Linked DNA regions of Mus musculus: regions 1, 2 and 3 are each linked to region 4. Evidence: chromatin contacts called from public Hi-C and promoter capture Hi-C data. All regions are on one chromosome and are shown on one strand. The core of a region is the stretch at or near the end of the contact, and the rest is flanking DNA. Distances in the headings are between cores, read along the strand shown.

Region 1 (5,630 bases), core at 804-3,303, 180 kb after region 4:
CTAAATTAATCTGTTTATAAAATTTTAAAGTAAAGATTTGGAATAATCCTTCTGGAGTAAAGATTAAATTGTCTTTATTAGCTGTAATGTAATACAGTAGCAAGTAGAGCACAGTTTTAATTAATGTGAAGATTTTTGCTGTGTCTAATTGCTATCCTCTCTTCAGAGAGAGGTGGCTGGCCTCACTTTTTGGATGAACACAGCTATGTACTAAGAAGCTGGGTGATTGTTCACAGTTGCCAAATCACCTCCAATCAAAGATTGTCCTTATGCTATCCACAACCCCTCCAGGAGCCACTTAGGCCAATCTGAGCCCAGAACCAGTACCCGCCTCATCCAAGAGGGCACTGAGCTCTGGGCAGTGTGAAAGGAGAGTCTCCTTTAGGAGGAAAAGAATCACATTATAATAAGACCAGAGTCTATCTAGTCTCCTTAATTTGGAACTGGAGTCCTGGAGAAGATCAGATGGCTCAGTGAACAAACATGGTTGCTGCTAAGCTTGACAAACTGCATTCAATAGCCAGGACCCACATAATGGAAGGGAAGAACTGACTCCTATAAATTGTCTCCTGACTTTCTCATGTGGACTTTGGCTTGTAAGTGTGCTTGTGTGAGCAGGTGTCAGTGTGAGTACGTGTGTGTGTGTGTGTGTGTGTGTGTGTGTGCGCGCGTATGCATGCTCACATACTCATAAAATAAATGAATAAAAAACTGGAGTCCTATTTGATCTGTTGAAGACCACCTCCTAAGTCCTAGTTGTTTAGCCGGAATTCTGTTCTGAGTTAGGATAGGAATGTTGCCTCACTGGAGCAAAAAGATCCTGAATCTGAAAGAAACTCTATGAATTTCAGGGACACTCTCACCCAACCAGTTTCCTTTCCTAATTTGTCTCACTAGAGCTGAAGAGTGCAGAGAGCTTCCTCACACCCCAACTGTCAGAGGGTAAACATCCTGTGAGTGTCCCTGGCCCGAGTCCTAGAAATGGTCACTGTACTGGGCCTGCCTCTTCCCTGCAATGCTTGTGACCTCACTAGCCTTTGCCAACTTGTGGACACTTCTGGGCCTACTTCAACCATTGCTGTCAGCTTTTAAAATAAATGCTTGAATGCCTTTTCAATTAGATTGGTCTTTTAAGCTTGATACAACCCCAAGGGTCTTGGGTGGTGTTAGCAGCTATTTGGGGTGCCTTAATGAATTCTTCATTGTTTACCCTAATGGTTTCAGCAAAGCATGCAGTATTACACAAACCATGTCAAACATGTGGTGGTTCTCAACTTTACATTTCAGAGGCACTTAAACCTTTCCCAAGGACCCTGTTTCCTAGTCTCCTGTTGCTTTATCCCCTTCTCTGCATCCTCTCTTTATTGCCTGTATGCTGCTTAAGACTTGGAATAGAATAAAAAAAAAAAAGGACCACCATTAGCTTCTCACCTTTGCTTTCATTAAAAACATTGACTAATGAACTGATGACTTTTCTGTAATTTTTTTTTTCAGTTTGAGGCAGGGTCTCACTTATTCCAGGCTGTCTTTGAATTTATGTAGCTGAATTCAAGATGGCCTTGAATTTCTGGTTTCTGTTCTCCACCTCCCTAGTACTAGGATTACAAGTGTATGCTACTGTTTCTGGTTTTATGTAGCAATGGGGACTGAACCAGGGCTTTGTGCACTAGGCAGGCCCTCTACCTACGACACTCTTAATATAGCCCAGGGGTTTTGTTTTGGTTTTGATTTTCTTTTTTTAAAATTATCCTAGACATGTGTTCCTTCTAACTCACAGACTATTACAGTGTCCTCTGATTCTGGACTTTCTAGACAAGTCCCTTGGGTCTCTTGACTTGTGGCCTGTTTAGAGATCAACAAACTGCCTTTATCATTCCAGATGCAGAAACTAGAAATTTGGTTTGAGATACTGTTGGCTTTGACCTTGGCCAGGTGACAGTGACCTTGTTTGGTTTTGTTTCTTTGTTTTTCTCACTAGGTATCATTGGTGGATTGACCAGTGTTATAACATCAACAGTGGAAGGTGTAAAAACAGAAGGAGGAGTCAGTGGATTCATATCTGGCCTTGGCAAGGGACTCGTTGGCACTGTGACCAAGCCAGTGGCAGGTGCCCTGGATTTTGCATCAGAAACAGCTCAGGCAGTGAGAGACACAGCCACACTCAGTGGTCCCAGGTCAGTGTCATGGTGAGAGTTGATCTCTACTTTTGAGCTCAGGTCTGAGGATTCTGTAGTCCACATAGATGTGTTTGGTAATAGTCTGTATGACTTAGTTATGTTGTTTAACTTAAACATGTAGCAGAAATATCTTGACTTGTGCAATAAAAATATATAAAAAGGAGGCACACCGTGGCATGAAGAAGGGATAGTATATGCTTGTAATTCCAGCACTGGGGAAATACAGGTAGAAGAACCAAGAGCTTAAGGTTCAGTTTAAGTTCAAGGCTATCCTGGGCTACATGAATCCTGTTCTCACTCCACCCACCTACACAAAAAGTGGCACAGGTTTTTCTTTAAGTCGATAAGATACTATGTTGAAAATTGATAAGAAAATGCAATGTCTGGTTCTTTCATCAAAGAGATCAGTATTACCATTGTATCATTATAAGTTCCCCGAGCTAATTGTACCCCTTAGGCCATCAGCCTACTGAAGGCTGGTTGGTGGTCTTTGCTCCTAGACCCCGTGTAATTCTAGTATATGAAGTTGCAGTTAACCACATGGGTTGTTCCTTCTTAGGTTTCCCTCTAGTCAAAAATGCCAGCCAGTCCTCCAGCCTTTGGAAAAGGAGCCAACCCCACTTCCACAAGGAAGCTGGTCATTCTGCTATGAGATATTGACTTGTCTTGATACCAACTAGAACTAAAAATTGGAGATGGCCTATGTCCACAGAACCCAGCCACTTTAGCTTAGGTGTTTGTTTAATGGTCTGCTTTAGCTTCCTGTCTCCAAAGAGACAGGAGGGTTGCTGTTCCTAGAGGGGCTCCACTAAGCCCAAGGAAGTTCACTGCAGCCTACATAGTTGATGATCCCCAGATAAAGCATTGTACCTGTTTAGAAGCTGGTTGGCTATGCCTATACCTGTTGCTTCTTCAGTAAGATTCAAAGACATGTCAACCCCAATTAAAATGAGTGCCATTGTCTGCCATCGGGGAACTTCATCAGTGACGTGTTGCTGCAGTGGAAGTGCTTGTGATTATAGACCAGGTGCCAAAATGTCTTCCGTCTGGAAATAGCTGCTTGGGGTGTGTGGGGCAGTGGTGGTGGTAAGGTGGAGGCTGCACACAAGTTAAGCTACATTCTATTCTCAGATATAAAGCTAAAACAACCCTGATGTCTATTTTGAGGTATGTGTGGAGCAGTGAAGATGGTCAGGCAGTAGAGAAACCTCCAAAGTATTTCCAGCTAGTTCTTTATTTCTGCTCAAAGCTCAAGAGGTCTCTTCCAGCATGCAGTGTAAATACAACTGAAGAACCCAAACATTCTCAAAGAATTATTCTTTGTTAAAACACCAAAACATCAAGGGATTAGTATGTTTGCTCAAAAGGAAATTTTTTGTAAGGTTCTAGAAAAGTGGCTCAGTGTGTACGCCATGCAGTGCTCTTGCAGAGAACCTGATTTCAGTTCCCAGCACCCATGTAGTATGGCTTACACCCACCTTCACTCCAGTTAACGTGTGCCCTTACCTCCATAAGGACTCACACTCACACATGCACAGACACCTTCTCCCCACATAGACACATGTTTAAACATTGAATCTTTAAAAGATGATTTCTGTGCTACAAAGAGGTTAATGATATTGACTGAAGAGAAATGTTTTGACCTTTGCACAGTGTTGGTTTGCAAGCCTGCAGGATGTTTTCAGTTCTTTCGAGGAGCACAAAAGTACAAGTAAGGATTGAACAGGCAAAGGGAAGAATTGCTGAAAGGGAACCTGGCAGAACAGACCAAGTAGAATAAGCTTCTCACAGCGTTCCAAGCACTGTCTAGAGGCTTCCACCTGGCCAGTCTCACACATCTTTAAGCTTTACTTACAGACTGTTCAGAAAGCCTTGTGGTTGGTCCAAGGCCACACAGCTGGTTAGAGATAGTAAAGCCAGACTCAGGCAGCTTACAGCATGACCCCAGCACAGCCCCTGCTTGACAATCTCTCTGCTTAGAAACAAGCCACAGAACTAAGTGAAGGGCCCATGGGCATGGGCCATTCAGAGGGGGAGTTATCCGCTTGAATCTGTCCTCGCAGCTTTTTCAGGGCCAGTGACTATGAACGTCACAGCAGCTGTGCCCACAGGCCAGTAGATCAATCTTGGTACCCTCTACTGTATTGAAAAGGTGGAACGGGGTCTTCCAAAGGGCAAACAGTAGCCTTTCACCTGGCTCCCTCTGCATATTTTTCTAGGCCCAGGTTATTAATAAGAAGCCATGTGTTGCAGAGAGCAGAACACTTGACCCAGAAAACAGCAGGGCAGAGTCCCAAACCCTGCTCACTTATTAAACCTGACTCGTTGGTTTGATCTCTAGCCTGTCCACACCTCAGCATTTCCCATCTATAAATAAGAGATTAGATATACCTGTCTATTAAATCGTCTACCTCCCAAGGGTTTGAAGCCCAACCAGGGTTATTTTAATATAGAAGCATGAAGAACTACAGAAAGGCTAGCAATATTATCTTCAGGTCATGGTCAGAGCTCCCTGCAGGTGGAGAAATGTGTCCTTGTCTCTGGACTTTGCTCTGATAACACTAAGGTCTCTCCACAACATCCTGACACTACCCAAGGGATAAATCACCCCGGCTTCTTGGAAGTGAGGTAGAACCATCTCCAGCCATCCCCGTTGATTGAACAGAATCCAGGGGTGTTACTCAGGGTTTTCCCCACTGTTTAGACAACAGGGACTAACAAATGATTTGAAGGGATTAAAAGTGAGATTCTGACCGAAGACTGACCTGAGCCCAGGGAGCTCGCCAGGAATAGAACCCAAGAGTCCAAGAGTTCTGCCTCTGAGTCTGTACTTGGAAGAGATTCTCTGCTTCCTTTGCCATATTTCATCCTGTTGAAGGCTTAGATCTCAGCCATCTATGTTTTAAATGACCCAACTTTTGAGCAGATGATAGTGAAGTAAGTCATAAAACTGTGAAAGAGTATTCCTTCCAGTAATCCATCTGCATAGTAGCTTTACAGGAAACACTGGCTCCTTCTCATGTTTATTTGAGCATGGCTTTATTTATAGGGAACCCCCCTCTTTATGTCCTTTCAGATTAAAATACTTCTAAGTTCCTCTTGTTGGGCATTCCAAAAAGACAGCCACCTAACTTTCTTCCAGTGTTCCCATGCAGCCTAACAGTCCTTAGGAAGGGCCAGTAAGGGAGGGGGAAGAAGAAGGCCAAGGCCAGCAGTGCCTCTGGCCCATGCATCCATTGCAGACCAGTATCCCCCGCTGCATTTGTTAACTCTACAAGTATGTGTGGTTTGGAACTGAAACAGGAAGCTTTTTCCAAGGCAGTGTTCTGCTGGCTCAGGGTGCGTCTTCTAGTCTACGTGGAGTGGGCCACATTTGTCTGTTCTCAAGTAAAGTATAAAAATGGCACAGATGCTTGCAGTGCCATTGATGCCATATGAGTGCTCCTGGCACAC
Region 2 (5,927 bases), core at 861-3,360, 170 kb before region 4:
TCAGGAAATTGGACATAGTGCTACCAGAAGATCCAGCAATACCTTTCCTGGGCATATACCCAGCAGATGTTCCAACAGGTAATAAGGACACATGCTCTACTATGTTCATAGCAGCCTTATTTATAATAGCCAGAAGCTGGAAAGAACCCAGATGTCCCTCAACAGAGGAATGGATACAGAAAATGTGGTACATTTACACAATGGAGTAGTACTCAGCTATTAAAAACAATGAATTTATGAAGTTCTTAGGCAACTGGATGTATCCAGAGGATATCATCCTTAGTGAGGTAACCCAATCACAAAAGAACTCCCTTGATATGTCTTCACTGAGAAGTGGATATTACCCCAGAAACTTAGAATGCCCAAGATACAATTTGAAAAACATAAGAAAATCAAGAAGAGGGAAGACCAACACGTGGATACTTCATTCCTCCTTAGAACAGGGAACAAAATACCCACGGAAGGAGTTACAGAGACAAAGTTTGGAGCTGAGACGAAAGGATGGACCATCTAGAGACTGCCCCACCCGGGATCCATCCCATAATCAGCCACCAAATACAGACACTATTGCATATGCCAGAAAGATTTTTGTGGAAAGGATCCTGTTATATCTGTCTCTTGTGAGGCTATGCCAGTGCCTGGCAAATATAGAAGTGGATGCTCACAGTCATCTATTGGATGGAACACACGACCCCCAACAGAGGAGCTTGAGAAAGTACCCAAGAAACTGAAGGGGTCTGCAACCCTATAGGTGGAACAACAATATGAACTAATCTGTACCCCCAGAGCTCAGGTCTCTAGCTGCATATGAAGCAGACGATGGCCTAGTCGGCCATCATTGGGAAGAGAGGCCCCATGGTCTTGCAAATTTTATATGCCTCTGTACAGGGGAACACCAGGGCCAAGGAGTGGGAGTGGGTGGGTAGGGGAGCAAGGCCGGGGAAGGATATAGGGGACTTTCGGGATAGCATTTGAAATGTAAATGAAGAAACTATCTAATAAAAATTGAAAAATAATTGATTGAAATTTTATATTAGTAATTGGATTTTATTTTTGTATTTCTTCATTTATATTTATTTTGAATATGATGAGCTTATTCTGTTCATTTTAAAAGGGAGATATATTTTTTTTTCTTTCCATTTTGAAGCAGCATGTATAGTTCAGAATTGCCAAATCTATCACTTTTTAGCAAATAAATATGTTTGTGAGCCTACATGAGCATATTTTTGGGGGGGGGTTCGAGATAGGGTTTCTCTGTATAGCCCTGGCTGCCCTGGAACTCACTTTGTAGACCAGGCTGGCCTTGAACTCAGAAATCTGCCTGCCTCTGCCTCCCGAGTGCTGGGATTAAAGGCATGTGCCACCATGCCCAGATATGAGCATAATTTTAAACAAAACAAAAAAGAGAGAAAGAAAGAAAGAAAGAAAGAAAGAAAGAAAGAAAGAAAGAAAGAAAGAAAGAAAGAAAGAAAGAAAGAAAGAGGGAGAGAGAGAGAGAGGGAGGGAGAGAGGGAGAGAGGGAGAGAGGGAGAAGGAGAGAGAGAAGGAGAGAGAGAAGGAGAGAGAGGAGAGAGAGAAGGAGAGAGAGAGGAGAGAGAGAAGGAGAGAGAGAAGGAGAGAGAGAAAGAAAGAAAGAAAGAAAGAAAGAAAGAAAGAAAGAAAGAAAGAAAGAGAAAGAAAGAAAGAAAGAGAAAGAAAGAAAGAAAGAGAAAGAAAGAAAGAAAGAAAGAGAAAGAAAGAAAGAAAGAGAAAGAAAGAAAGAAAGAAAGAAAGAAAGAAAGAAAGAAAGAAAGAAAGAAAGAAAGAAAGAGAAAGAAAGAAAGAAAGAAAGAAAGAAAGAAAGAAAGAAAGAAAGAAAGAAAGAAAGAAAGAAAGAAAGAGAGAGAGAGAAACTTTTCTAACCCGTCGGGTGGGATTCAGTTATTCATGGGTGTGAGGGGGACTGCAAACCTGGAAGAAAATGGGAGGAAGGGGAAGAAAAGCTGAAGACAAAGCAAAGTTGTCAAGGTCTTTGTTTATTATGTTGAGGTGTCTTGTTTTAAAGCATACATCACGGGGGAATAGGGAGGAGTCGAGGGGGAATTTTACAAAGAACAAAGCGGGCATCTGCTGACATGAGGGCGGAAGTCAGGCGCCAGGCGGGTACTCTGCGTCTTATCTCCGGAACATAGATCCTCCTTAACAGCCTTGGGTGTCAGGCGGGGCTCAGGCGTAACTCTGTAACTCGTGTCCTTGGAAGTCAAGAGAGTCAGGAAGAGATAGGGAAGAAGGGAGTATAATTCAGCTTTTACAGCCTCAGGTGCCAGGAAGGGAATAGGGAGGAGGGAGTGATAACCAGCTCCTAGCGTGAGGCCATTTGGTCTGTCAGGGAGATTGTGAAGGGCTCGCTTTCTCACGGGATAGTCTCTGACACTTTTCAATGGGCAACAATAATTTCAGAGACTCAAAACTAATCAAATATTGAGATCAACTCACTGCTGAATGCACTGCCTATAATGGGAAATCTACATCACCACATTTAATATTATTCTCAGTGAGATTTTCCAGAGTCATTAATGAAATAGAATCTGACAAAACCAAATTCATGTCCTCTTTCTACTGACAGTTAAGCCCCAACCCACCCCTTGCTCAATCCCTCTAACACACATGGTTCCTTTCTTACAGTCTCCTTGGCCTTTTGATTTACAGGTGAGCAGATTAGACGGAGCAGAGGGAGACCTGAATATGGGAAAACATTGGTCAGAAAGAACCTGAAAACTTCTCATGAAACAAAGATGACAGATGCTAATACCTGGCAAGAGGATAAACATGAAGGAAAGCAGGGATATCATAGAAAATGCCTCTTTTTCTCTGAGATTTTAGTTCATTCTATGAGATGTGACTGTCAGTCACACGGTTAACACACAGACAGAGTCCTTTTCCCAGCAACACTGAAGAGGAGCAAGGAAGACTGAAAGAAAACAGTGTGACCCCCCAGAATGCAGACTGTTGGACTTCTCCAACAAGAGGTCCCTGAAAAAAAGCCCTGAGTGCAGGGTCTAAGCACTCCCACACCTGCAAGAAGTTCACATTGCAAAGCTCAACAAACCATGAATATACAAGGGCAGAGCACTTTCTTGAACACAGAAGACAATTTTCTTTTTTCTTTTTTTTTTTTTACAAACTTTTATTTTAATTTTTAATTTTTTTTACTTATTACGTATTTTCCTCAATGACATTTCCAATGCTATCCCAAAAGTCCCCCATACCCTCCCTCCCACTTCCCTACCCACCCATTCTCATTTTTTTGGCCCTGGCGTTCCCCTGTACTGGGGCATATAAAGTTTGTGTGTCCCATGGGCCTCTCTTTCCAGTGATGGCTGACTAGGCCATCTTTTGATACATATGTAGCTAGAGTCAAGAGCTCCAGGGTACTGGTTAGTTCATAATGTTGTTGCACCTACAGGGTTGCAGATCTCTTTAGCTCCTTGGATACTTTCTCTAGCTCCTCCATTGGGGGCCCTGTGATCCATCCAATAGCTGACTGTGAGCATCCACTTATGTGTTTGCCAGGCCCCTGCCTAGTCTCACAAGAGACAGCTATATCTGGGTCCTTTCAGCAAAATCTTGCTAGTATATGCAGTGGTGTCAGCATTTGGAAGCTGATTATGGGGTAGATCCCTAGATAAGGCAGTCTCTAGATGGTCCATCCTTTTGTCTCAGCTCCAAACTTTGTCTCTGTAACTCCTTCCATGGGTGTTTTGTTCCCAATTCTAAGAAGGGGCACAGTGTCCACACTTTGGTCTTCATTCTTCTAGAGTTTCATGCATTTGGCAAATTGTATCTTATATCTTGGGTATCCTAAGTTTTGGGCTAGTATCCACTTATCAGTGAGTACATATTGTGTGAGTTCCTTTGTGATTGGATTACCTCACTCAGGATGATGCCCTCCAGGTCCATCCATTTGCCTAGGAATTTCATAAATTCATTCTTTTTAATAGCTGAGTAGTACTCCATTGTGTAAATGTACCACATTTTCTGTATCCATTCCTCTGTTGAGGGGCATCTGGGTTCTTTCCAGCTTCTGGCTATTATAAATAAGGCTGCTATGAACATAGTGGAGCATGTGTCCTTCATACCGGTTGGGACATCTTCTGGATATATGCCCAGAAGAGGTATTGCTGGATCCACTGGTAGTAAGTACTATTTTCTAAGGAACCTCCAGACTGATTTCCAGAGTGGTTGTACAAGCTTGCAATCCCACCAACAATGGAGGAGTGTTCCCCTTTCTCCACATCCTCACCAGCATCTGCTGTCACCTGAATTTTTGATCGTAGCCATTCTGACTGGTGTGAGGTGGAATCTCAGGGTTGTTTTGATTTGCATTTCCCTGATAATTAAGGATGTTGAACATTTTTTCAGGTGCTTCTCTGCCATTCGGTATTCCTCGGGTGAGAATTCTTTGTTCAATTCTGAGCCCCATTTTTTAATGGGGTTATTTGAATTTCTGGAGTCCACCCTCTTCAGTTCTTTATATATATTGGATATTAGTCCCCTATCTGATTTAGGATAGGTAAAGATCCTTTCCCAATCTGTTGGTGGCCTTTTTGTCTTATTGACAGTATCTTTTGCCTTGCAGAAGCTTTGCAGTTTCATGAGGTCCCATTTGTCGATTCTCGATCTTACAGCACATGTCATTGCTGTTCTATTCAGGAATTTTCCCCCTATGTCCATATCTTCGAGGCTTTTCCCCACTTTCTCCTCTATAAGTTTCAGTGTCTCTGGTTTTATGTGAAGTTCCTTGATTCACTTAGATTTGACCTTAGTACAAGGAGATAGGAATGGATCGATTCGCATTCTTCTACATGATAACAACCAGTTGTGCCAGCACCATTTGTTGAAAATGCTGTCTTTCTTCCACTGGATGGTTTTAGCTCCCTTGTCGAAGATCAAGTGGCCATAGGTGTGTGGGTTCATTTCTGGGTCTTCAATTCTATTCCATCGGTCTACTTGTCTATCACTATACCAGTACCATGCAATTTTTATCACAATTGCTCTGCAGTAAAGCTTTAGGTCAGGCATGGTGATTCCACCAGAGGTTCTTTTATCCTTGAGAAGAGTTTTTGCTATCCTAGGTTTTTTGTTATTCCAGATGAATTTGCAGATTGCTCTTTCTAATTCGTTGAAGAATTGAGTTGGAATTTTGATGGGGATTGCATTGAATCTTTAGATTGCTTTTGGCAAGATAGCCATTTTTACAATGTTGATCCTGCCAATCCATGAGCATGGGAGATCTTTCCATCTTCTGAGATCTTCTTTAATTTCTTTCTTCAGAGACTTGAAGTTCTTATCATACAGATCTTTCACTTCCTTAGTTAGAGTCACGCCAAGATATTTTATATTATTTGTGACTATTGAGAAGGGTGTTGTTTCCCTAATTTCTTTCTCAGCCTGTTTATTCTTTGTGTAGAGAAAGGCCATTGACTTGATTGAGTTAATTTTATATCCTGCTACTTCACCGAAGCTGTTTATCAGTTTTAGGAGTTCTCTGGTGGAATTTTTAGGGTCACTTATATATACTATCATATCATCTGCAAAAAGTGATGAAGACAATTTTCTTATGTAATTGAGAAACCATAATTATTCAAAAGAAATTTGTTTTAATCTATATTGAGTTTGCTACCTATAATAGTATCATAGCCTGATATCCTCACAGCATGCATACTGGCCTGGACCTTGTTAGGTCTCAAAGAAACTCAGGACAAATGACCAACTAGGGTACCTATTAACATATCAATGAAGACATTGTTGGCTAGGTGCTTTCTTGGCTCTGGGTTCCACGATTGGCCAGCCTATCTATCCTCCCTTCTCTCCTTCCATATCCCCCCCCCTCATGGTCTGGTTATATCTGGACCCATCTGTCTACCTTGTACTGTTTTCTCCCTTAG
Region 3 (5,525 bases), core at 2,877-5,376, 210 kb after region 4:
ACATTTTGGGAGCCTTTCCCAAGGCTCGCAGCTGTGCAGAATTCAGTATAAAGTGAGCCTTCTTGGCCCTCCGAAGCCAGCTGAAATAAACAGGTAGTCTCACCCTGGAGGCAGTTGACCAAGAAAAAGTCTGGAATATCTTTGTCCTCAAGTTGAAGTCCCAGCAGCACATCTGCTGGTATTAGACCTACCAGCTGTCACGGTCACAGTGTCACTTTGTCCCCAAATGAGTGAGATTACAAAGAGCCTTGACCCCTATAAACAAGTCAGGTGTGAATCCCACTGATGGGTGCAAACCCAGCCCAGGAAATCGTCTCTGCTGGACTGCTAAAACCTAACAATATAAATAGGATTTCTATATTCCTTGAGTCAACATCTCCCCCATTCTCAGTGGCAATAATATGGTGTGAGGCTTTGTGTATTGTGCATTACACATGACTCTGACTTCAGAGCTCCAGAGAGGGAGTGGAATGTCAACAGGAAAGGAAACGGCAAGCTGTGAGCCTCCCCTGGCCCATCTGTCTGAGCTCAGCACCCTTCTCTGTGCTTTGAGTGCCATTCTATGGAGTGTGTTGTATAGACCAGCCCCCATTCTAAGCACTATGTTTATTGACTTATTTACTCCCAGTTACAGTCCTATCATCGACTTCATTTTAATATTTGTTATATGTATTCATTCTCTCTCTCTCTCTCTCTCTCTCTTTCTCTCTCTCTCTCTTTGTGTGTGTGTATGTGTACATGTGGTATGAGTATACATATACCATGGTGAAGTATGAAAGATTGAACACATGTCCTGAAACCTGGCGATGAGTGCCTCTTCCTACTGAGACATGCTGTCAGTCATCAACTTTGTATTATAAGAAAGGAAACAGTTTGTAAATAATAGACTTGCTCTTCAAACTCAAGCTTTCTTGTCACCACACCATACACTGAGTGGAGTAAAGTCTTTTTGTCCAGGAGAAGCACATTCCTTATAGTCTTTGCAAATGGATTTATGGGACAGAGACAAGAGAGCTGCAGGTCAGAGGTCTTCTGGGCCTCAGACACTGTACTGCAGTAGGCATCAGAGTGTGTTTTAGCCAAACCAGGCTCTCCAGTGCAGGTGGTGCTTATTGGGGGGACTGTTTGGTTCCATCCAGAGCAATGACGAATGTTTGATGGAGCCATTCAGCCAAGACCCCTGATACCTTGTAGCTATTAGCAGTGAGCATTCAATGTTGAGAGTCTGGGCCAATCTTCTGGTTTTAGTCTAATTATATGTGCTTGGTTAATCACAGTGCATATCAGTAAGATAGTAAAAACAAAAATCTTGGGCTCACATATAAAATAAATGCAAGCATCATCTATCACTTCACAGAGGTCAGCACGTACAACCCTCAGTAAGATGCTAGCCCTCTGTTGAATAAATTACTGTGCTTGGTTATCATAGTCTGCATACCATCTACTCATTTACTGATAGTGTGTGGGTCTCACTTGCTTGATAGACATTGACAATGACAGACTTCACAACCAGCTATCAGCTTACACCCTGCTGGGGTATGGACATACACAGCCATCTGTCTCCAACTAACAGACTTGTGACACAGCTACTCACCATACAAGCAAAGAACAAATCATGGCCTGGCCAACTGCTGACCTCAGGCTGAAAGGCAAGATCAACCAAGTGGAACTGGTTAGATCTTGCCCGCCACCTTGTTTGGATTTACTGTGGCTTCAAAACTATGACAGAGGTTGTTTTCACTGCTCTGATCTTTGGTTTGGAGGCCTCCGGTATCTGTCACATAGCCCCCACCAGATGAACTGAGTATTCCTGGACAGCTCTCCCTGGGTGGGTATCTGCAGTATATCAGCCACTGTGTGAGTAGCCTCTTCCCTGGGGGAAGAGGCATCCATGGTGTATCACAGCCTCCTGACATTTTCATGGAGTTCAAAGCTCAAGTTCATTTGGTGCTGACATTTTGGATTAGCTGGTTGACTGGAAGGGCTGCTTCTTCCTATATGCTGTGAAATTTATAAACCGCAGCAGCTGAGGGCTTAAAAATGGCCGACAACCCCCAGCTGGCAGCAATTAAGTGTACCGCAGACCTTTGGCTAAACAAAGGCTTGTGGAGGCAGAGACTGCACACACTGAACTGACTCTTGTTCTCAGTGTTGGTCAAGAAGCACTGTTACCCAAGGAGTATGATTGGAGGTTTTTCCCACTTCCTGTTTAGTGTTGTACCAGACATTGCCCAAATAGCTGTCCATCATGACAATTAGGAGTGGGGTGGCAAAACAGTTTTAGTATTGACCTTCATGCCCCAGCACCAATGACGGGAGCCACAGCTACCATCCTATGAATACCATATTAGTCAGGGGTCTCTAAAGAAGCATGAATGGTAGCATGAATAAATAGATATAATGGGGAGCTAGCCGACTGGCTTCCAGGCTATGACCCAAGCAGTCCAGCAATGGCTGTCTCACAGTACAAAGGCTGAGAATCTGGTAGTTATTGCATCCAAGATGCTGGACAGCTCGGCTATCTAAATCTAGAGGATTCCTGGAGAGATGCTTGTCTTTTGACTACATTAGAATTGGTCTCAGTAGCATAGATAAACTTGCCAGAGAGAGTGGGACAAGCAGGCAAAACACAAAGCTTCCTCCATCCTTAGCCCTTTATGTGGGCTGCCACTATGAGGTATAGTCCAGAATGAGGGTAGATCTTCCTTATTCAAAGTCAGGTTAAGAAAATTTCGCCCAGGAGTGTCCAACAGCTTGGTTTCCGTTGATTCCCAGATGTAGTCTAGGCTACAGTTGAGAATTGCTATTACAGAACACCATTATCCTGTCATCCAAAAGGAGATGGAATACGAACACTGAGGCCATTTTATACCCACTCCAGCAGCAGGCTGAAGAATCTAACCCCAGTTGGTGAGATGACTTTGCAGTGTTTGCTGCCTGAACTTGACCTGAGCTTGATTTCTAGAACCCACAGTGAGAGACACCCAAGAGATGTCCTCTGACCTCTTCACATATGCTATGGCATGCACACACCTCTCCACAATAAATAAACAAATGAATAAATGCAAATAGACTCTAGATCAGAGTTCTCCAACATACAACTAAGTATGAATCAATTTAATTTTGTTTTCTTTTTACCTCTGAGACAGGATATTATGTAATCCAGACTAGCCTTTAATTTGCTTTTAATTTAGGCTTGCCTTGAGTTACTGACACCCTGTCCCCCACCTCTTGCCACCACTTCTGGTTCCTGAATGCTGGGAGTATACCACACACACAGACACACACACATATCCGACGTTCCTTTCTTTTCCTTTCTTTTGTCAGTTTGTTTTGAGATGGGTTCTCAGGTGAAAGTAAATTTAAATTTTGGTTCTTTTGTTACACTGGTCACATCTCACATGCTCAGTAGCCATGTGGCAGCGACAGCATATTAAACAGTGCTGCCCTAGACAGTAGGTAGTTAGGTCGTTCTACTACATCATGGGGGAAGTACAAAATGGCTTCACCTCTTTAAAACTAGCTAAAACTCTCCTCTTCAGCAAACTTTAATATACTGGCAGAAAGTGTGCATGTATGTATGTGTGTGTATGTCCAAATCCAAAGGTCATCAACAATACAAAATGTATATTATTATTATTTGTTATTCAAATGCACAAGAATGTTTATAGCCACATCACTTATAATACCAAGACTTGGGCCAGTACTCAGATGTTCATACCATGGGGTAATAGTAAACAGATACAAGTGAATTCCAGCTGCCTAAGGGAATGGCTGAATCCTCTCAATAGACAGTGGCATCTGCAATTAGCAACATGATTAGAAATTATAGACAACACTGTCTATATGCCAGAGCATACTTTGAAGTGTGGGAAGACAGCCTAAGAAAGAACATGGGCAATAGACACAAGATTCCGACTCAGGGCTGTGCCAGAAGAGGGGGAATGGGAGCTGGATGCAGTAGACCCAAGCTGGTCAGCAGTGGGACTGTGTATTCTTTATTCAAATAAAGAAAGAGGCCAGTGACAGTGGCAGGCCCTGAAAGGAAGCCATCCTAATGCCTGGCTCACTGGGCCTGAAGATAGTGACTTAACAGCTAGCCATACAGATGACTATGAGAACAGTTCTACCACACAGTAGTTCCTTTTCCCCAGTGAAGATTACCTCATAACCTTTCTGCGAGCTCCTGGGTTTGGAAACATTTGCTTGTGTTTGGCTTTTTGTTGTTGTTGTTGTTGTTGTTGTGTTGTTGTTAACTAAGCTTGGATTCAGATTTGTTCTCACAGTGACTTTACACATCATGCCCAAGCCCTCCCTGCTCATGACCTACCAACCCGGACATGAGAACTTGAAATTTTATTTGTGTTTTAAAGAAGAAAAACTAGCTTTAGTTACTGACTCAACATTGTAGAAGAATGAGGAAGAGAACCTTTAATCTGCCTTTCACCTTTCTAAAGAATACACTCAAATCACCCGTCTGTGGGGAACCCCTCGTTTACAGAGCTCGTCCTCTCTCTGAGCTAGAGGCTGTGGGGTTTTCCTGTCTACGTCATATTGACATGAACATTAACTTGGAACATCACAGTGAGCTCTTGTAGGCCCTAGCACTAGGTACCAAATCCAGCCTATCCCTTGGTGTTTGGTAGACCACCAAGAGAGGACCGTAAAAATTGGGAGTAGTTTGCCCTCTGTGGAAAATCAGGGAGAGGGTAAGCATAACTCATGGGTATGTGGAGCCCACAACGGAGCTGCTCTACCTGCTCATTCTGGATGTATCTGTGGGGTCATAGATTGCGGACTAGAAAATAATAAATAAATTGGGAGTGGAAATAAAGTTTGAGAAAGGGCTCTAGAGGAGGCCACCTAGTCAAGGAATTACTGTCAAGGAATAAACTTTTTGGTGACATAGGGCACATTTCTTCCATTCTAAGTTGGCCTTCAGTTGGTGTGACTTCTAGAAGCTCAGGAGCAGGAGCCTGCCATCTTTCATTGGTTTGCCAGACTACCTTCATTTTCTTCAGAGAGATGCAGTGTTCACAGTCAGTTTTCCCCTCACTCCGCTGTTAAGCACTAAGGAAAGCTACTGTCTTGAAAGGAACAGGACACATGTCCACAAAGTTTCACATCTTTCCTTTGTTTCCCTAGTGGACTAGACAGAAGTACCCTAGGAAAATGAGATGATGCCCCTTAAACATCATAAAACCTCGTCTTTGCTTTGCAGCCCAGTGTAGGCCTCCACTGTTCCCCTCTCGCAAACCATTCACCATTCTGTTGCTTCTCTGCAGGCAGCCAGGCGCTGCTGAAGCCAAATGTTTTTTTCTCATGGTGTGTGCTGTTTGTGTGGAGGCAATAAATACACACATGTCTGAGTGAGGTGATATTCTCACTGATGTAGGGGGAATTGGCATGCAGGAGGCTAAGGCAGGCCAGCCAGTTCAGGGCCAGCTAGAGCTATATATAAGTTCAGGCCCCGCATGAGCTACGACATAGTAAGACCCTCACTCAAAGCAGATAAACCCAAATTT
Region 4 (5,629 bases), core at 760-3,259:
GTTTTAGCTCCATAGGGTGCTTCAGGCCAGCCTAGACAGCCAAACAAACATCAAGAATATGAATGAATGCAATATGAAGATCATTTGCATGCATGTGTGTGTGATTATATAGGATTAAAAGTAAAAAACAAGTTTGTAAAGAGAAAAGCACAACAGAATAATGGATGAGAGAATTTCATGGGGGATGGGGTAAATGTCCTATGAAGTGGGAAGTGCAGAGAAAGGAGCAGTTAGCTCCGCCCCGTGGCCATTCAGAGTGCAGCTAGTCACTTCCAATTGCTCACCCAGTACTCAAAGTCTCTGGTTTGTCCTAGGGATAACACAGTATAAAATATTCCTGGATTTCAAAAACCTTCAGTAAAACAGCACTAATATATCTTCCTAACCATCCTTCTGCCGGGTGCGATGGCACAAATCAGGCACAGATCAGGAGGCTGAGGCAGGAGGATGATCTTGAGTTTGAGGCCCACCCGAGCTATATGCAGAGACTCGATCTCAGAAATCAGCACAAACAAGGTTTGTTTGCTGTTGGTTATATGTTGTGATCAGAGTATTTTGGTTCATCAGAGTGACTAAATTACTAAGCAATTTTCCCTTTATCTCTCCCCCCACCTTATTGTCATTGGTCCTAGGGACTTAATCCAGCATCACACATGGACTCTACTACTGAGCTATACCTTCCAGGCTCATCTCTTTTTTTTGTTTGTTTGTTTGTTTGTTTGTTTGTTTGTTTTTTGTGTTTTCGAGACAGGGTTTCTCTGTATAGCCCTGGCTGTCCTGGAACTCACTTTGTAGACCAGGCTGGCCTTGAACTCAGAAATCCACCTGCCTCTGCCTCCCAAGTGCTGGGATTAAAGGCGTGTGCCACCACGCCCGACTGGCTCATCTCTTTTGATATAGCAAGTAACAAATGAGTCTATTTGGGGCTGGCATTATACTTCTGTAGGACCGCACTGATCTAGGAGAACAGCATGCTAAGCAGAGAGAATGACGGATGCAAAGGACTGGAGGCAGGAACTGAAGCATTTTGTGAGTCAAGTGAACCAGAGAAAGCCATAGAAAGGGAATAAGACCAGACAAATTTTAGTGTGGCACAGTACAGAGGGTTTTTATTTTTTACTTGTTTTATTTTTGAGACAGTCTCAAGTAGCCCAGATTGGCCCCCAATTCATTACGTATCTTGAGAATGACCTTAGACACCTCATCTTCCTTTCTCTCTCTACCTCCTGAGCCCTGGGCTCAGTGTGTATGCTTACAAGTGTGTGCCACCATGCCTGGCTTTATATAGTGGTTCCTGCCTTCAAGAAGTATTGTGTGTGTATTTTGGGGGTGGAAAAGCGAGAGGATGGGGTTTGAGACAGGATATGGATGAACCCACTATGTAGCCCAAGCTGCCTTCCAACTATTAACTTTCCTGAATGCTCAGAAGGAGGTATTTTTTTAATTAAAATTTGCATTTATTCATTTTGTGTGTATATGTGGGCAGGCACACCTGTAGGTCAGAGGACACTTTGGGTGAATCAGTTCGCTCCTTCCACCACATGGGTGCTGGGAATTGGTCATCTGGCTTGGTTGCAAGGTCCTGTTCCAGCTGAGCTATCTTGACAGCCCAGGAGATGAATTTTAATACAAGTGTAGTGGGGGGAGTGGTTTAAGCAGGGCTAAAGGCATGGTTTGAATTACAGACTTCAGTGGCAGTCAAGGGGTCATTATTGGTGGTGGGATAAAAAGGCAGATGGAAAGCAGGGCGGTTTTGGAGGCACGATAATGTTTGAACTAGGATGATTTATATTCCTACACTGTCCCGGCTCTCAGTTTACCCATTTGTAAAACGGGGCTGATTGAGCTGTTGCTCATTAAGCCCCCAGCATACTGGGAGGCACCCGCCGCCCTTACAGGAACGGCTGCGGACGCTAGGGGGCGCCCCATCGACGGCTCGGTGCTCTGCTGGCCAGGCCCAGGTACGTAGCCACTCGATTGGTCGAGTCTAGCGCTCTAGTCACCGCCATTGAGGAGTGGCGGAGAGGAAGCACCTCGCAGAACCGGGCTTGGGCGGCAGCGACAGCGACAGCGGTAGCTACAGCTACAGCGACAGGTAGGGGGGCGGCGGTCAAGGCGGAGGACCTCAAGGAAAGCGGCCACGCGATCGACCTGGCTGTGCTCCGACGGCCCGACTCGGGGTCCGCGGCAGCCGGCCTCTCCCGGAGCCCGGGCGCCCTCGCGGGGACCCCGGAGCCCGAGAGTCGCTGGCACTTCAGGCCCGGGCTCGGGGCACCGGTCTCTGCAGCCTGGAGACACCACTGGATTTTGGGTGTCACGTCTCCCGAGGCTTGATTCCAACGTGCGAGTGTCTCTTCAGCACACCCCTAGTGGGGCGGCGTCCCTTCCCTCAGTGCCTCCATCCCCTCTGGGGTCACCTCTGGGTGGGGACATTAGGTTTGTCCCCAGGGTCCCTCTCTTCCCAACTTTTCCTTCTTGTAGGGGACACTCTTCGCCTCTCTTACCCCTAGAGAGCCATCTTCTCTAGGCTTGGTGGCTCTGTCCCCTGTTGCTGCCAGGCTTGGGGTTCTGACAGCAGACCGGAGATATGGAAAGGCCAGGGAAGCTTCGCGTTCCTGCGGAGCCCCCGGCCTGACACACACTTGGAGTTGTCCCCTTGTGGCAGAGCTCCTGGAATCCCTCAGCACTCAGCCCTAGCTGCCTGGCACAGGGATTCTCCAGGTCCAAATGCCAGTGCTTCCTATTCCCCGGTCTGGCCTCTTCTCGGGTGGGGCCTGGCTCAAGGTCATGTCCGGCTGTCTGCCCAGGCTGTGGGTTGAACCCAGATCCCTCAGTGTCACCTGCCACACCAGATAGGGGAAGCCAGGTGGGGGTTATTACCGGGCAGCTGCCTAGAAGTCCTGATGAGCATATAAATACTCTGGGATTCTGGCCAGCCTGGCGGACCTCCCTGAAACCAGATTCCTTAAGGGAATCCTTGAAGTGGCCTCAAGCCTGCTCTAGATGCTTAGTAGAGCTAATGGATGCTTTCTGGCTTGGGCCTCACACGGAGCAGAAGAACATCTGTAGGGCGCTAACAGCTCATGTGTACTTTTAAATGTGTACTTTGTGTTCTTCTACATCGAGAATAAGTATGGAAGGGGCAGAGCATGGGTACAAAACGACAATAGTTTCCTGGAAAAGTAAATTTATTTTACACTTATTTTATGTGTATTGGGGGCTGGAGGAGGGCAGCTGTCAGAAGACCACCTGTGGGAGTCTGTAGTCTCTTTTTAACCATATGGGTTCTGGGGTTTAAACTCAGTCTTGGTAGCGATTTCCTTCACCTCTGAGACACCATGCTAGCCCGACAGTAGTTTCTCTTTACTGGGAAAACATCTGGAGTTGGCATTTTAGGGAGAGTTGGCTTTTAGGGCTGAAATTAATGGCAATAACAAAAATAAAGATTACTTTAGCCTTGGCTTGGTGCCCAGGACTGTTTGAGGCTCACATAATAAAACAAGGTAGTCAGCTTCACATTGTGTTTTTAATAGATTTACCTTGTTGAAATGACAATAGAGAAACGTTTATTTACACTGTGAAGCATTTTTGATTAAAAATTTTTAAAAATTGTTTTTGTGACCTTGAAAGCAAATGCCGAGGAGTCCCCCTCCCCAGATTCTTGGCTTTATATCTGGAGCATAACCTACCCCCCCCAATTCTTTTGAAAGAAATAAGACAATAAAGTGCATTTTCTGCAAAATTAATATTGTTATTGAGACAGGGTCTCAATTTGTAGCTCTGGCTGGCCTGGAACCCCTATGTAAATGAGATGATCGTCCTTCCATTCAGAGATTGCCTACCTCTTCTTCCCTTGTGCTGGAATTAAAGGTGTAGATCATCACCCTGAAGAGTTAATTGATTTTTTTTTAACTGTCCCTGATTATAATTATGTCTTGCATAGACAAGTAAATATCTGCCTTCCTTTGAGGCTGGGTCAACTTTTAGGGGAGCTTTTGTTTTGGGTCTGTCTTATGTTGTTAGCTTTTTCCTTGGGGTGAGTGTATCTCCTGGCAGTAAGATAAATCACTAGTCATGGGGCAAAGTCCTTGGAAATGATCCTGAAAATAGTCTGGTTCCAAGTGGGACACATGCCACAGGAAATCTGGAATGGCTGGTGTGGTGGCTGGTGACCAACTTGATGGCCTAGGAGCAAGATTTACAGCTTAGAGTCCTTACTGGAGTCCATTAGACCAGTGATCTGAGAACCCAGCTAAACTTTTGTTTTGAGACAGGGTATATAGCCCCTGGCTGTTCTGGAACTGCTGTGTAGACCAGGCTGCCCTTAAACTCACAGATCCACCTGCTTCTGCCTGCCAGTACTGAGATAAAGGCCTGCATCGCCATTCTTGCCTCTCACTTAAACTTTTTTTTTCTTAATCTTTCTCATGCTCACTTAGAAAATATGTTTATTTTTGTGTGTATATATGCATTCGGGTCTGGGGGCGGTGTGCCCATACCACAGCATGCAAGTGGAGGTTAGAGGACAGTTTTCTGAAGCCACTTCTCTCCTGCATGTGGGCCCTAGGGATGGAAATCAAGCTCTCAGGTTGGTAGCAGGTGCCTTTTTCCTCTGAGCTATTTGGATGCCCCTCAACCTAACTGTAAGAGTAAAAATATCTATGCAACTTTAGGCAAAACTTTTCTTAAAATTTATTTTATATTATGAGTGTTTTGCCTGTATGAATGCCTGTGGACCGCATGTGTGCCTGGTGTCTATGGAGTACAAAGAGGGCATCAAATTCTGTGAAACTGGAGCTACAGATGGTTGTGAACTACCAGGTGGTTGCTGGAAATTGATTGAACCTGGGTCTCTAGAAGAGCAGCCAGTGCTCTTAACCATTGAGCCATGACTTTAGCTCCCCAGTGGAACACTTTTAAAGATATTAGCTAAAGTATCCTTTACATACTAACAGCAGATGAAAGAAAGGAAAGCTGACTTTAATTGCCAATCAATATTCTGATAAGCTTTAGAGTGTTTATTAAGTGTGTGTTTAATAAAATAATCTATATTTTTATAATACTGCAAACACAACGTTATACTAATTGTAACAAGCAATCGTGATTTAGTACTGAATCTAAAGGCTGAACCGGTAACCAGAGCACTTGTGGTGTTTGCCTTTGCTGACCTAAAATAGTCATTAGGTCAGCATCAATGGGACTGGTGAAGATTAGTGATAAGGCTGGAGATGTACCTAAGTGAGCAGGGTGCTTGCCTAGTGTGCTTGAAGCCCTAGGTTCAGTTCCCAGCACCACATACACCATATGTGATGGTGCAGATTTGTAATCCCAGCACCTCCTAAGAAGGTGAACAGGAGAGTTAGAAGTTCAAGGATATGTCCTCAGCTATGTGGTAAGTTCAAGACCAGCCTTGGATATATTAGACTCTGGTCTAAAAGAAAAAAAAAAAAAGGTCAGTGATAAAGCATTGCCTTTCTCTTCCATTTAGGTGATTTTTATGAATGAGCCTAATGAATAAATTTGCTAATTTTAATTAGGACACCCTAATTAGAGTTGTAGAGTGTGAATTTCATTCACATAGCCTCTTGAATATTTTCTGCTTGGATTAGTCTTTGCTGATTGGGGTTGT

The links. Promoter capture Hi-C pulls out the DNA fragments that hold promoters and counts their contacts. Hi-C and Micro-C count contacts between places; a contact is called where the count stands out from the background.
Region 1: a contact with region 4 is called in a promoter capture Hi-C map of liver. The contact joins the enhancer-like site here to the promoter of Vps13d in region 4. A contact is called at or near these places in 3 of 39 promoter capture datasets (liver, maxillary cranial neural crest and pre-B cells) and 3 of 9 other capture datasets (adipose tissue, embryonic stem cells and liver).
Region 2: a contact with region 4 is called in a Hi-C map of CD4 T cells, with 1.6 times the contacts expected there. The contact joins the enhancer-like site here to the promoter of Vps13d in region 4. A contact is called at or near these places in 1 of 39 promoter capture datasets (the C10 cell line), 2 of 484 Hi-C or Micro-C datasets (CD4 T cells and Th1 cells), 2 of 115 datasets of contacts at active chromatin or transcription factors (bone marrow-derived macrophages and embryonic stem cells) and 3 of 9 other capture datasets (adipose tissue, embryonic stem cells and liver).
Region 3: a promoter capture Hi-C map of neutrophils shows a contact between it and region 4, with 3 times the contacts expected there. The contact joins the enhancer-like site here to the promoter of Vps13d in region 4. A contact is called at or near these places in 3 of 39 promoter capture datasets (the HPC-7 cell line, cranial neural crest and neutrophils), 2 of 115 datasets of contacts at active chromatin or transcription factors (embryonic stem cells and pancreatic cancer cells) and 2 of 9 other capture datasets (adipose tissue and liver).

What each region holds. Positions count from the first base shown.
Region 1 is chr4:145,013,279-145,018,908 of GRCm38.p6, reverse strand. Vps13d (vacuolar protein sorting 13D) reads left to right here. Exons shown (of 70, transcript NM_001276465.1): 67 at 1,979-2,174. Among named protein-coding and RNA genes, the nearest start is that of Gm36317, 53 kb to the right of the region's middle. Within about 2 kb of position 2,053, at least 53 of the 459 cell types and tissues checked have an H3K27ac peak or open chromatin away from gene starts, as enhancers often do. A contact at or near this core is called in adipose tissue and liver, where this site is marked.
Region 2 is chr4:145,357,489-145,363,415 of GRCm38.p6, reverse strand. No RefSeq gene overlaps it. Among named protein-coding and RNA genes, the nearest start is that of Tnfrsf8, 45 kb to the right of the region's middle. Within about 2 kb of position 2,110, at least 55 of the 459 cell types and tissues checked have an H3K27ac peak or open chromatin away from gene starts, as enhancers often do. A contact at or near this core is called in Th1 cells, where this site is marked.
Region 3 is chr4:144,985,197-144,990,721 of GRCm38.p6, reverse strand. All of the region lies in intron 67 of Vps13d (vacuolar protein sorting 13D), which reads left to right. Among named protein-coding and RNA genes, the nearest start is that of Gm36317, 25 kb to the right of the region's middle. Within about 2 kb of position 4,126, at least 29 of the 459 cell types and tissues checked have an H3K27ac peak or open chromatin away from gene starts, as enhancers often do. A contact at or near this core is called in neutrophils, where this site is marked.
Region 4 is chr4:145,191,385-145,197,013 of GRCm38.p6, reverse strand. Vps13d (vacuolar protein sorting 13D) reads left to right here and starts at 2,009. Exons shown (of 70, transcript NM_001276465.1): 1 at 2,009-2,095.